Regions from separate parts of the Ovis aries genome. Here region 2 is linked to region 1. A link is a contact called in public Hi-C data. All regions are on one chromosome and are shown on one strand. Each heading gives the region's core, a stretch centred on a gene start, on an enhancer-like site or on the middle of the called end of the contact. The rest is flanking DNA. Distances are from core to core; before and after follow the strand shown. Region 1 overlaps TMCC2 (transmembrane and coiled-coil domain family 2). Region 2 holds the start of NUAK2 (NUAK family kinase 2).

What was found. A called contact is a pair of places that touch in the nucleus more often than the background predicts.
Region 2: a Hi-C map of omental adipose tissue shows a contact between it and region 1, with 6 times the contacts expected there. The contact joins two enhancer-like sites. A contact is called at or near these places in 16 of 16 Hi-C or Micro-C datasets (blood, hypothalamus, liver and 7 more).

What each region holds. Positions count from the first base shown.
Region 1 is chr12:2,903,186-2,908,284 of ARS-UI_Ramb_v3.0, forward strand. TMCC2 (transmembrane and coiled-coil domain family 2) reads left to right here. Exons shown (of 5, transcript XM_015099129.4): 5 at 1-943. Among named protein-coding and RNA genes, the nearest start is that of NUAK2, 37 kb to the right of the region's middle. Within about 2 kb of position 1,251, at least 12 of the 54 cell types and tissues checked have an H3K27ac peak or open chromatin away from gene starts, as enhancers often do.
Region 2 is chr12:2,942,234-2,947,450 of ARS-UI_Ramb_v3.0, forward strand. It overlaps NUAK2 (NUAK family kinase 2), which reads right to left and starts at 655. Exons shown (of 7, transcript XM_015099021.3): 1 at 305-655. The coding sequence starts at 550. Within about 2 kb of position 3,783, at least 6 of the 54 cell types and tissues checked have an H3K27ac peak or open chromatin away from gene starts, as enhancers often do.

The sequences.
Region 1 (5,099 bases), core at 1-2,500:
CCAGTTTGACCTCCTGCCCAAATTGTCCGTCCTGGCGACTTCCGCCCCCTTCTCTGTGTGTGCTTCTTCTGTCTGATGCCTTTTCTTTGTTGGCCTGAAGGGAGCGTCAAGTGTAGCCCCCACAGGAGGTGGGGGAGATGCCTGTGGCCACGCGGAGCTAAGGACCCGGATGGACTGTTTGGCAGGACTTCTCCCAGCAGACGCCTGGGGTCAGGAAGGCCGAAGAGAGCTTTCCTGGGGGGGAGCCCAGGCAGGAGACAGCTGCAGCCCCGGCTCATGGAGATGGCCGGGATGAAGACAGGAGCACGGGTGGCCTCCCCGGCCCAGGAGGCTCTCAGCTCACCCCTCCCTCCTCCAGAGCTGGGTCCTGGATGGGGCCCTTCTGGCATCTGAGGATGCCGGCTCTGCAGGCCGGGTGGCTGCAGCTTTGGGTTTGTGTTTTCCCTCTTCTTTCTGCTGGTCACTGGATCTGCTCTTCAGGGAAGGCGCCCCTGGGGGCCCCAAGCCTCAGCCCAAGCTCTTAGGGCTTTATTTATTTATTTATTTGTTTGTTCCTTGGTACCTTGTCCTGAGCTCCAGGGAGAGGGCCCCTGCCCGCCTCCTGGGTGCCCTCTCTGAAGCCAGGGCCGCGTCTTGGCCGTCGGGCACTTCCGTCGGTTTAGCTCTGGGTAGTCCCGGCTGGGGGCGGGGCCAGCCTCTTTTATACGTCTGTTGATTTTCTATGTGTGTACTCGTGTGGGGGAGGTCGTTGTGGCTGTATTTTTTAAGGCTCTGGAGTGTTGCGTGTGGTTTCTCTCCACATCCCAGTCTCCCCAGGGGCACTTCCGAGAAGAGAGGGGCTTTCTCACCAAAGGAGAGAGAACCTCTTGGGAACAGGGGAGGGGAGTGCCTGCCAGTTGCCGTGGACCTTCCCGAGAAATAAATCCTCCAGACTTTCAAACCACCCTGTCTAGTGTTGGTCATTAGGCTGTTTCCGTGGAAACCACCGAGTTGCTCCCAACACTCAAGTGTTCTGGGTAATGAGACCTTCTTCCTTCCTCTCAGATCTGACGTCAGCAGGTCCAGCCTTCCCCGTTTGCTTTCTGCAGCTGAAGCGCTGGCCTTGGTGATAGGGGGGTGAGATGGTGCCCACCCTGTCTGGCCCCTGCTGCTTTCTAGGAGGAGGAGAATCAGAAGCCACTGGAGGCCCAGAGGACAGCAGTCATGCCCAGGCATGGCCACAAGAGGGCAGCAGTGTCCTTACTCAGCACATCCTTGGGTTTCAGTCCCAGAGAGGAGCATCGGTTGGAGTTGGGTTGGCCTTATTAATGCTGTGTGGCTAGAGCAGAGGTTTGCTGGCTCACCAGGAGCCGGAGCATAGAGGCCAAGCCCATAGAGTGTCTGCCCTGACAGGGAAGGGCACCCGCGGAAGGTGCTGGATTCCCAGCTGGAAACCTGTGGGAGCTTGGTGGGCCCACCTGAGTCCCCTTGTCAGCAGGAGGCACCCCCGGCTTCATGGAAGTGTAGCGAAAGCACCGCGCACCCCCGAGACCTGGCTCACAGTCAGTGCTCCTGCGGCCAGTTCCCGTCTCTCTGGGCCTCAGTTTCCGCATCTGCAACATGGGTGGAGGAAGGGCTCTGACATCTGTGGTTCTGAAGGTCTGAGAAGTCAAGTCACAGCTGTACCCATGGCCGTGGGCTCCAGGGGCCTTTAGGGGTGAGGGACTGTGCCCTTAGTTGGATCGGAGTGAGTGCTGGGCTGGCACCTCCAGGAGGGCAGCTGGACGGCTCAGCTTCACCTTCTGTAACCAGGCGGGAGTCTCACCCGGTGACCTTGCAGGGCCTTCCAACAATGCCATTCCTGGGCCCCGCACCCACCTTCTCTTCCAGCCACACATGCACCTCCCTTGGGGGCCACGGGCTGCTGGGCCAGGAACCCGCATTCCTGGGCCCGAGGTGGGGGGTGGCTGCTGACATTTCACACATTCCTCCCCAAGGTCAGGTGCCCTCTCTGCACTGGTTCTTCAATGCCACTGCCAGCTGCAGTCCACACCGAGTGGGAGGGGGGAGGGGGGACATTCTCAGCAGATCCTGAGGCCGCAAAGCAAACAGCCCGAGGAGGGGGACGGCACCTGCCTACAGAGCCATCTTCTGCAAAAAAGAGGAACTGGCAGGCCTTATGTTGGCCTCTTTGTGACAAGGGGCTTCGTGCAAAGCCCAGCCTGACCAGGAGCTGAGTTTCCTTCTGACAGTCGCTGCCCTTCTGTGTTTGTGTCCGAGCCTCCCTGCACTCTGTAAACTGTGGATGAGTTGCTCTCGTTTGAACCCACCTGCCTCACCCGCCTGGGCTCACAGAGTGAGACGCTGAATCAGGGCCCACTGCCCTCTGGACTGCAGAACAGCAGGCAGCCTTTGTCCCAGGTCGCGTGTCCTCTCAGCCCCAAGCCCCACACTGGGGTTCGGAGGGCTCGGCCTGGCCGGCACATTCCCGCGGCTTCAGCCACCCAGGGCGGGGGCAGAACTGCCTGGGGCCGGGGCTCCAACAGCACTTGGCGGGTAGCTGGCCAGCCTGGAGCTGGCTTGTTTGCTGTGCCAGCTGCGTGGAGACCGTGGAGCTGCAGCAGGTGCAGCCTGGGCCAAGACCAAAGACCTCTGACGGTAGGAGGCAGAGGGTGCCTGCCTAACCCTCACCACGCAGAGCTACTCAAGGGTGATTCCAGGGTGGGGAGGAGAGACCTGGAGCCCCGGGGTGGGGGAAGAGGGGAGCTTTAGCCAGGGCGCCTGCTGGCTCTGTGTGGCAGGGCCCTCAGGTGGGGTCAGCTTTCCCGTGTAAGAGCCTGGGCTTTGGCGCCTGCGGACCTGGGCTCAAATCCAGCACCACCACTCAGGTTAGACCAGGTCCCCGGTGTCTCCGTTCGCTTCCTCCTCTGCCCATAGGAACGCAAACGATACCTGGCTCGCAGGTTTGGGGCGCAGAGGAGAAGACATTCTGTGTGTCAAGACCTTAGTCTTGTTCCTAGAACATGATAAAGGACTAATCCGAGGCAGTTATGACTCCTCCTCCTTCCTGAAGTCAGGGGATGTTCAAGTGCAGAACTGCTCAAGAGACGTCTACAGCAGACCCCGCAGATACAAGCGAGGCCGAGGGTGACTCAGGAGATTGTGGCCTTCAACTCTTGAAGGCCTGGTTGCTGAGAACCTGCTTATTCCACACACCTTTACCCTAAGACCTATAGACAAATCCAGTCCCAAGGAATCAGGCCCCAGCCTGAGCCAGGACTAGGTGAGGCCTGCCTGGCCCAGGACCTGTGAGTGTGGGGGGCCCTGCCTCCCCCAGACCATGGGCCCTGGTGTGCACTTGAGAGCCCGTATCTGGAGGCTCAGGTTTAAGTGGACGCCCAGCCACTCGGCACCAGCTATGAGGCTGCAGGCCTCTGTCCTCTCGTCTGAAATAAGGGCGCCTGGGCTGGCTAAGGGGCAGGGCGCTCGTGAGGCTCCGAGAAGATGTGGAATGTGGGTGCCTCCCTCCAGGTTCCCAATCTCTCTCTGAGGCAGATGCCTGTAGAGGCACTGCTGGGCCATCTGGGGTCCCCCACGGAGGAGGGCTCTGACCTGCTCTGGGGCAGGGCTTGAGAAAGTGACCGGCGGTGGCCTTCAGGCTGAGGCGTTGCAGCCACCCTCCCAGCGGAGCGGGAAGGAGGAGGCCCGGCCTCCACCTGGAGTGCTGAGACAGGAGAGGGGAGGGAGGGGAGGCTGGACTTGCCACAGCACATCCAGACCTGCTGGCAGGACCTGAGTCATCCAGCCGGCAGCAAGGACGGTCCAGGCCGGGGATGCCAGCGCTGCTTCCCAGCGTGGGTCCTCCCCGAGGTTTGCACCCCCCCGCAGCCCATCCCTGGGCCCCCACCTCCCAAGGCTAACTGTCCTGGGCCCAGCGGTGCTGGGCCGGCCACCCTGGCCATGACCCTGCCTCCGGGGAGCCACTCACTGATTGGCTCTGCTTCCACAGGAGATTTCACAAGCTCTGGGTGTCTCCCTGGGGCAGCAGGCCACCAGGGGTCCCCAAGGAAGGCTCTGACCTGCTCCGGGACAGGCCTGGGCAGGGCTTGAGAAGGGACAGCAGGGGCCCTCAGGCAGAAGTGTTGGAGCCAACCTCCCAAAGGAGCTGGGAGCTGCCTTGCTGCCCACCAGCTGCCCAGCCAGAAAGTTCTTTGATTGCCTTGTTCTTGGAGCAATTTCAGTGCATGGCTGGTAAGACCAGAGTAAAGGCTTTAGAAAGATCTAGCTCTCCGGCTGGTTGGAGCGCTCTGATCTCTGGGCTCCTAAGGAAGGCCGAATTCTGCTGCTGCTTTCTTGGGTCCCTTTGTTCTTTTTCGAGTGAGCCCAGCCCAGGCCCAAGCACTCAGAGTTGAGATGGAGGTGAGGAGGAGAGGACTTCCCATGAAACTGGGACTTAAAAAGACTCATGCAAGAGACAGGTCACCAGCACAGACCCGTCAGCTATCTCAGTCTCGTCCTCTCCTCATCTTCTCAGCCGGGCCGGGCCAGGCCAGGGATGGAGAGACCTGGAAAACAGCAGCGCGCATGCTGAGAAAGAAGGGGCTGAGCGGGGGTCCTGTTCCTTCCCCTCCGTTCGCTGGTCTTGGAGCTCCTATCACAGTTGGGCAGCCTGGAGTCCAGGTGGGTGGCCCCCAGTTTCCCTGAGCCTTGGGTTCAATGAAATTTAAGAAGCGCAGTTTTGAACACCTACTCTGTGCCAGGCACTGGAGACAAAAAGGAAAGCAAGATAGGGTCCATATCCATAGGGAGCCCACGGCCTAGTGTGGGGACACACACATGCACACACACGCACACACGCGCACACGCACACACACACACACACAGAGGCAGGAAGAGATAAACGCTGCGGCAGAGCTGGGGGTGGGAGGAGGCCCAGGGAGTGAGAGCTCTACTCTGAGGGGGAAGTTTGAAGAGGATTCTCTGAACACGGGACAAGCAAAGAGCGAGAACACCCGTCAGGCAAGAGGCAAGCAGGGGGAGTGTCCTGTAGCGGATGGTTTCGGTCAGGCCCTGGTTTCGCAGGTGAGGCAGAGGCATCACGGAAAGCTTGCAGGAATATG
Region 2 (5,217 bases), core at 2,533-5,032, 42 kb after region 1:
AATTCCACTGAAGTCTCATCTCTAGGGACCCTCCTCACCCTGACTCACTTTGGAAACCATCACTTGCTGACCAGAGTTGCTCGGGTTCTCAAGTCCACGACCATTGTCCCTATACTCATGGACAAATGTATAGAAAACACCATCAGCGCGCGCACGCACGCACAAACCACCACACACACACACACACGAAGATGGAGACTGAAGGCAGGCAACCCCACCGAGCAGGGCGCTGGCCCCCGGCCCACCCTCCGCCCCTCCACAGGCGTGGCCGAGCCCGGAGCCCGCCGGCCGGCGCCGCACTCACCAGGCGCCCGGAGCTCTCCCGCGCCTTCTTCACCTTCCCGTAAGTCCCCTTGCCCAGGGTCTCCAGGAACTCGTAGCGGTGTCGCAGGTTGTGCTTGTGGTGGTGCCGCTTCACCGCCTGCTTCTTCATCAAGGGCTTGGGCGACTTGAGAAGCCCGTCGGCCAGGGGCCGGACCAGCTCGGCGGCCAGCGCGGCAGTGGCCGAGGGCGCAGGGCCGAGGCGCCGGGGGAAAGGCAAGGACTCCATGCCAGACGGCGGCGCGGGCGGAGTGGGTCGGCGGCTCAACAGAACCGAAGACCCGGACACCTGTGCCGCTTACGCCCGGGAACCCAAGCTTGCACCTGCGCTCGCGAGCCGGCGCGGAGCTGCAAGCGGTTATAAACGCCGCGAGCCCGCAGCGGACCACGCCCCCCGGCGTCCATTGGCCGGGCCGCCTGGAACGCGTGACCAGGGCCGCTGACATTGGCTCCCCCCGCGCTTTGCGGGGAGAGTAACAGTGGAGCCCCGCCCCCCGGGCTCCGGGGGTGACTTGCAGCGGCAGGGGCGCGCGGGGCGGCCGTTGGGGCGGCCGTTGGGGCGGGGCGGGCTGGGGTTGATGCTGCCGGGACCCAGACGCTTTGAGAGCCCCTACATTGCTCTGTGCCTCTCAGAGGCTCTTGGTACTGCCTAGAGCCACCTGTTGTCCTTTCATCGCGCTGTTCTCGGTTAGCCAGAGGCAAACTGACAATGATACTGTCCCCCAAAGGATTTCTCCATCCTGAGTAATTTGCTTCTCCCAAGTCAAAATCCATAAAGTCACTCCACTACTTCTCTGAGACCATAAGGAGGAAAAAGGGATGGATTGGAATGGAGGCAAACTCTCGAGTTGGAGGGTTAGGGGAGAGCCGTTTCAAGGTTCTGAGTTCTGCTTTCGGTCGGATCAACCTTAACTGTATCCCAGACATGCAGTTCTGGGAAGTTCCTACTTCTTCAGCAAATAAGGCTTCTAAGGTTGAGTGAGTTCCTCAGGATGTGGTAGAACTGATGAAGCAAGGGAAGGAGGCAGAGCCAAAGGGAAACATCCATTCATTAAAAAATATATTACACTCCTACTATTTAACTTGTAAATAGTTGCCCATTTAAGTTTTCCTTTTCTTTTTTTTACTTTTATTTGCATTTATTTTTTGCGGCATTTATTCCCAGGCCATAAGTTTTTGTTTCTTCAGTTTCTTCTGGGACATCTTTTTCTTCTGTGCAACCTCCTCTTCTGGTTTAGGAACAATCTGTTCTTTTTCAGTAAGGATCATCTCAGTGTGGCAGGATCAGCTCATGTAGGGGCTGATCCAACCGTGAGCTCTGTAAGTCCTGCGCCACATCTTGGGGGCTTTGTTCACTTGGATTTGCTCAATGACCAGAGAATATACATCTAAACCCTTAAGTTCAGCATTACTCTCTGCATTTTTGAGCATGTGTAGTAAAAATTCAGCACTCTTTTTGGGCCACCAACCCTGCGTCCAGCCCCGCTGTTTGGCCTGTGCACACCTACCAACTCCACCGTTGTAACGACGGAATGGCACACATTGCTTCTTTAAAGTGACATCCTTCAGGTACTTGGTGGCTTTCCGGATATGCATACCCTTTATGGCCTGTTTCACGAGTGTTCTTAAAGTGAATACGAAGATTTGAACCTCTTGATTTGCATGATTTTGTGGGGTTTTCTGGGTCAAGTGAATAGTGCACCATTTTTAGGGGTCACCTCAGGCCGCTTACCAGAAAAGGCTCAAATTTTCCTTTCTGTGATTTTTGAGCCTGGTTTTTAAGGTCTGGAGCAGAATCCTTAGTCCAGAATCCCCATTGTGAGTGTCATTTAGAGTGAAGAGACTACCCACAGGCTCGCCTCTTTCCTCTAAGTATGGGATGTAATGGGGAGAAAGGAACATTTCCCCCTGAGTCTTCATAGTAGTCCAGTCCTGTGAAGGGTGCATTATTCTGTCCAAGGCCACACAACTGGTAAGAAGCTGGCAGAGCTGGGATTCAGAAACCCCTGGAGGATGCTGCTGCCTCCAGCTGTGTATTCAGGGCAGGCTGAGGACCAAGAAGGACTAGACCCCCGTGACTGAATTTTGTATTTAGTCTGCCCACTTTCCTACTTCCACTGTCCTTTCTAGTGTGACTTAGGGCTGGAGAATGGGGCCCTTGGCTTCCTTTGTCGCTGCAGAGGATCCGCTTATTCAGGAAACCAAGCCCAGATCTGGAGAGCCACAGGAGGTGGTACCAACCCCAAACCTGGAGAGCCACAGGAGCTGGTAGCCAGTCTGGCATTCTCCTCTCTGAAGCCTCCCCTTTGGCTCTGAATCATCTGAAAGTAGAATGAGGTCCAGGTGAACGTTCCCCTGACCTGCTGTTTCCTTTCAGCAATGAGATTAGCATCCATTCCTGGGATCTGTCTGGCTGGGGCCATTTAGATAGATAAGGGCTCTCAAGAGGAGGCATGGGTAACATAAGAGCGGCCACAGGGCAGCGTGTTAGGACCCCTGAATTCTCGTTCTGACTGATACCTGCTGCGTCTGTGGCCTTTGATCCCATCACTTAGTCATTCTACAAATACAGGTGCCTACTAGGTACTACCTATGGATCTGAAGGTGACAGGGTGGCTTCTGCCCTCAGAGAGTTCTCCATCTAGTGAGAAATAAACAAGCAAATCCTAGAGGCAGATGTATCCATGAGGAGGGAGAACAGAATGCCCTTGGGGTGTATTTCAGGAGGGCACCTCTAGCCCTCTCTGGAAGAGCCTGGTCTGGGCAGCTTCCTGCAGACAGAGCCTTTTAGGCTGAGACCTGAAAGATGTGAGACAGCCAGATGAATCAGTATGTTCTCATAAGTAAGGTGAAAGAATTGTACAGATGAATCTAAAATTTCCTTTCAAGCTTGATCCAGATGCCTATGAAGTCCAGACTAATCTAGACCTAATCTAGACTCCAGGCATCCCGAATACACAGCCCATTGCTAGGCACAAAAAGGCACTCAGCACACGTTTATGAACTAAAAGAATGCATATGCAGTGGAATTCAAAGACTCGAGCGATTTCCCTCTGTTCCCACCTAAACCGACTATTGCAGGGGTGGGGGATGAGGCAGGGGTCGCCGAGAGGGGTCCCCTGTACCTCTTGGACCTTCCCCACCCCCACTTCAGCTTCCTTTGATCAGACTGTGAACCCCCTTTTAGGGGGCAAGCCGTGAAAGCCAAAGTCTTCAGAGAAAAGAGACCACCTCAGTTCCAGACAAGGTGACGGCTGGGCTTTAGTCATGAATAGACGGGGCTGCTGTCTGTCTGCAGCAGACAGGCTGGGGGGCAGACAAACAGACAGAGAGCCGGAACGGCATGAGACTCGGAAATGACCCTAACTGCTGACACTCAATGCTCGGACTCCTGGAAGGGAGACCTGGTCTGTCACAGAGTGAGAATGCCTGACAGAGGATGGGATTACGTCAGGGAGCTTGGCTGCAGGCAGATAGCGGGGAATTCCTGGGTCATGTGCGCGGATGTGCCTAGGCGGCTGGGCTGGGCGGAGCTGAGCCGTCCGGTTGAAGGTGGGCGCGCAGGAGCTTACCCTTGGTGATCATGGTGTGAGGGGCTCTGGGATTAATGGTTTACTGAGCCTGCTAGATGCTTCGCTGGGAAGACAATTAGAAACACACATCCGTCCCAGCCCTGACACACTTCACAATCTGTGCCTGTGTCTGGCTGGGTCCATATCAGCGGGAGCGGATGTTAAGACGGCTCAGAGTAAGGACTGCAGTGATGGGTTAAGCGCAGGGTGCCTGTGGGAGGGCTGGTGAGAGATATCAAGGCCATACTTTGGGGGTGAGGTGGGGAGTGGTGAGAAAGCAGTTCTCCTGGAAAAGAAATGGATCTCAGGTGACTCTTGAGGGATGGTCAAGAATTAGCTCCTTGCTCTCAGGAAGTTTACAGTTTAGCAAGGGATATAAGATAAGTAAACAATTTACCATCTAATCCAAAGCAGACAGTGGGAAGGCTCTCAAGACCAGCACATAACACAACATTGTAAATCAATAAAAATTTTGAAAGGTAAAATAAAAAATAAGAAAACTAGGTAGGTGGTTGGGCCGCTAGCACAAATTTAGGGCACAAGAGGAACACTTAAATGCTTGAAGAAAATATGAAGGGAAAACTTTCATGTGTTAACCAAAAAATAAGCAGCTTCTTGCAACCAATTGCCCTATGCCTCATCTCATATCACAAATTTCACATTCCTGTGTCTATAGTGTTACTTCTGTCATTCTCTTGGACAGATGAAAACAAACTATAATAAATTTAAATAATGTATGTATTGTTTTTAAGAGACAGGCACAAAATGCCACGTACGGTTAAAATGATGGGTCTTATTCTGGCTCAGGGGTTCGAGGGAGGGCTTCACAGGAGGCCAGTTGGACCAAAGGGGAAGTAAACTGTGATGAAAGACTTTCAGGGATGGGGTAGTGGGGTGAGAGTGAGGGGCGGTACTGAGAGAGCAGTAGGGGAGAAAGGTAGATGAGGGCCAGCTGAGCGCTCTATGGATCTGCTGAGCTTTGGGGGGGCTCCCAGGCCCTAGAGCATCTCCTGCCTTGGGATTTATCTGTGTATAGATGCCTAGACTCCTCTTTCCTTTTCTCTGGGAAAAGGGCTGGTGCAAGCTGGAGGGCTCAGCTTACCACTGCTTTGCCTGAGACCACAATCATTGTATTTCCCTTCCTCAGAGCTCTGAGTTATAACCCTCTGTAACTGTCACTCTCGGGTGGTGGACAGGATGGCCCTTTCTTTTTCAAGGGCTAGAGGAACTGCTTGATTGTGAACCTGCTCATTAGAAGCGGCCTTCCAAGACTGGGAGGTGGGCTCTGAAAAGAGAACTGGGACTGAATTCTTCATTTCTGACT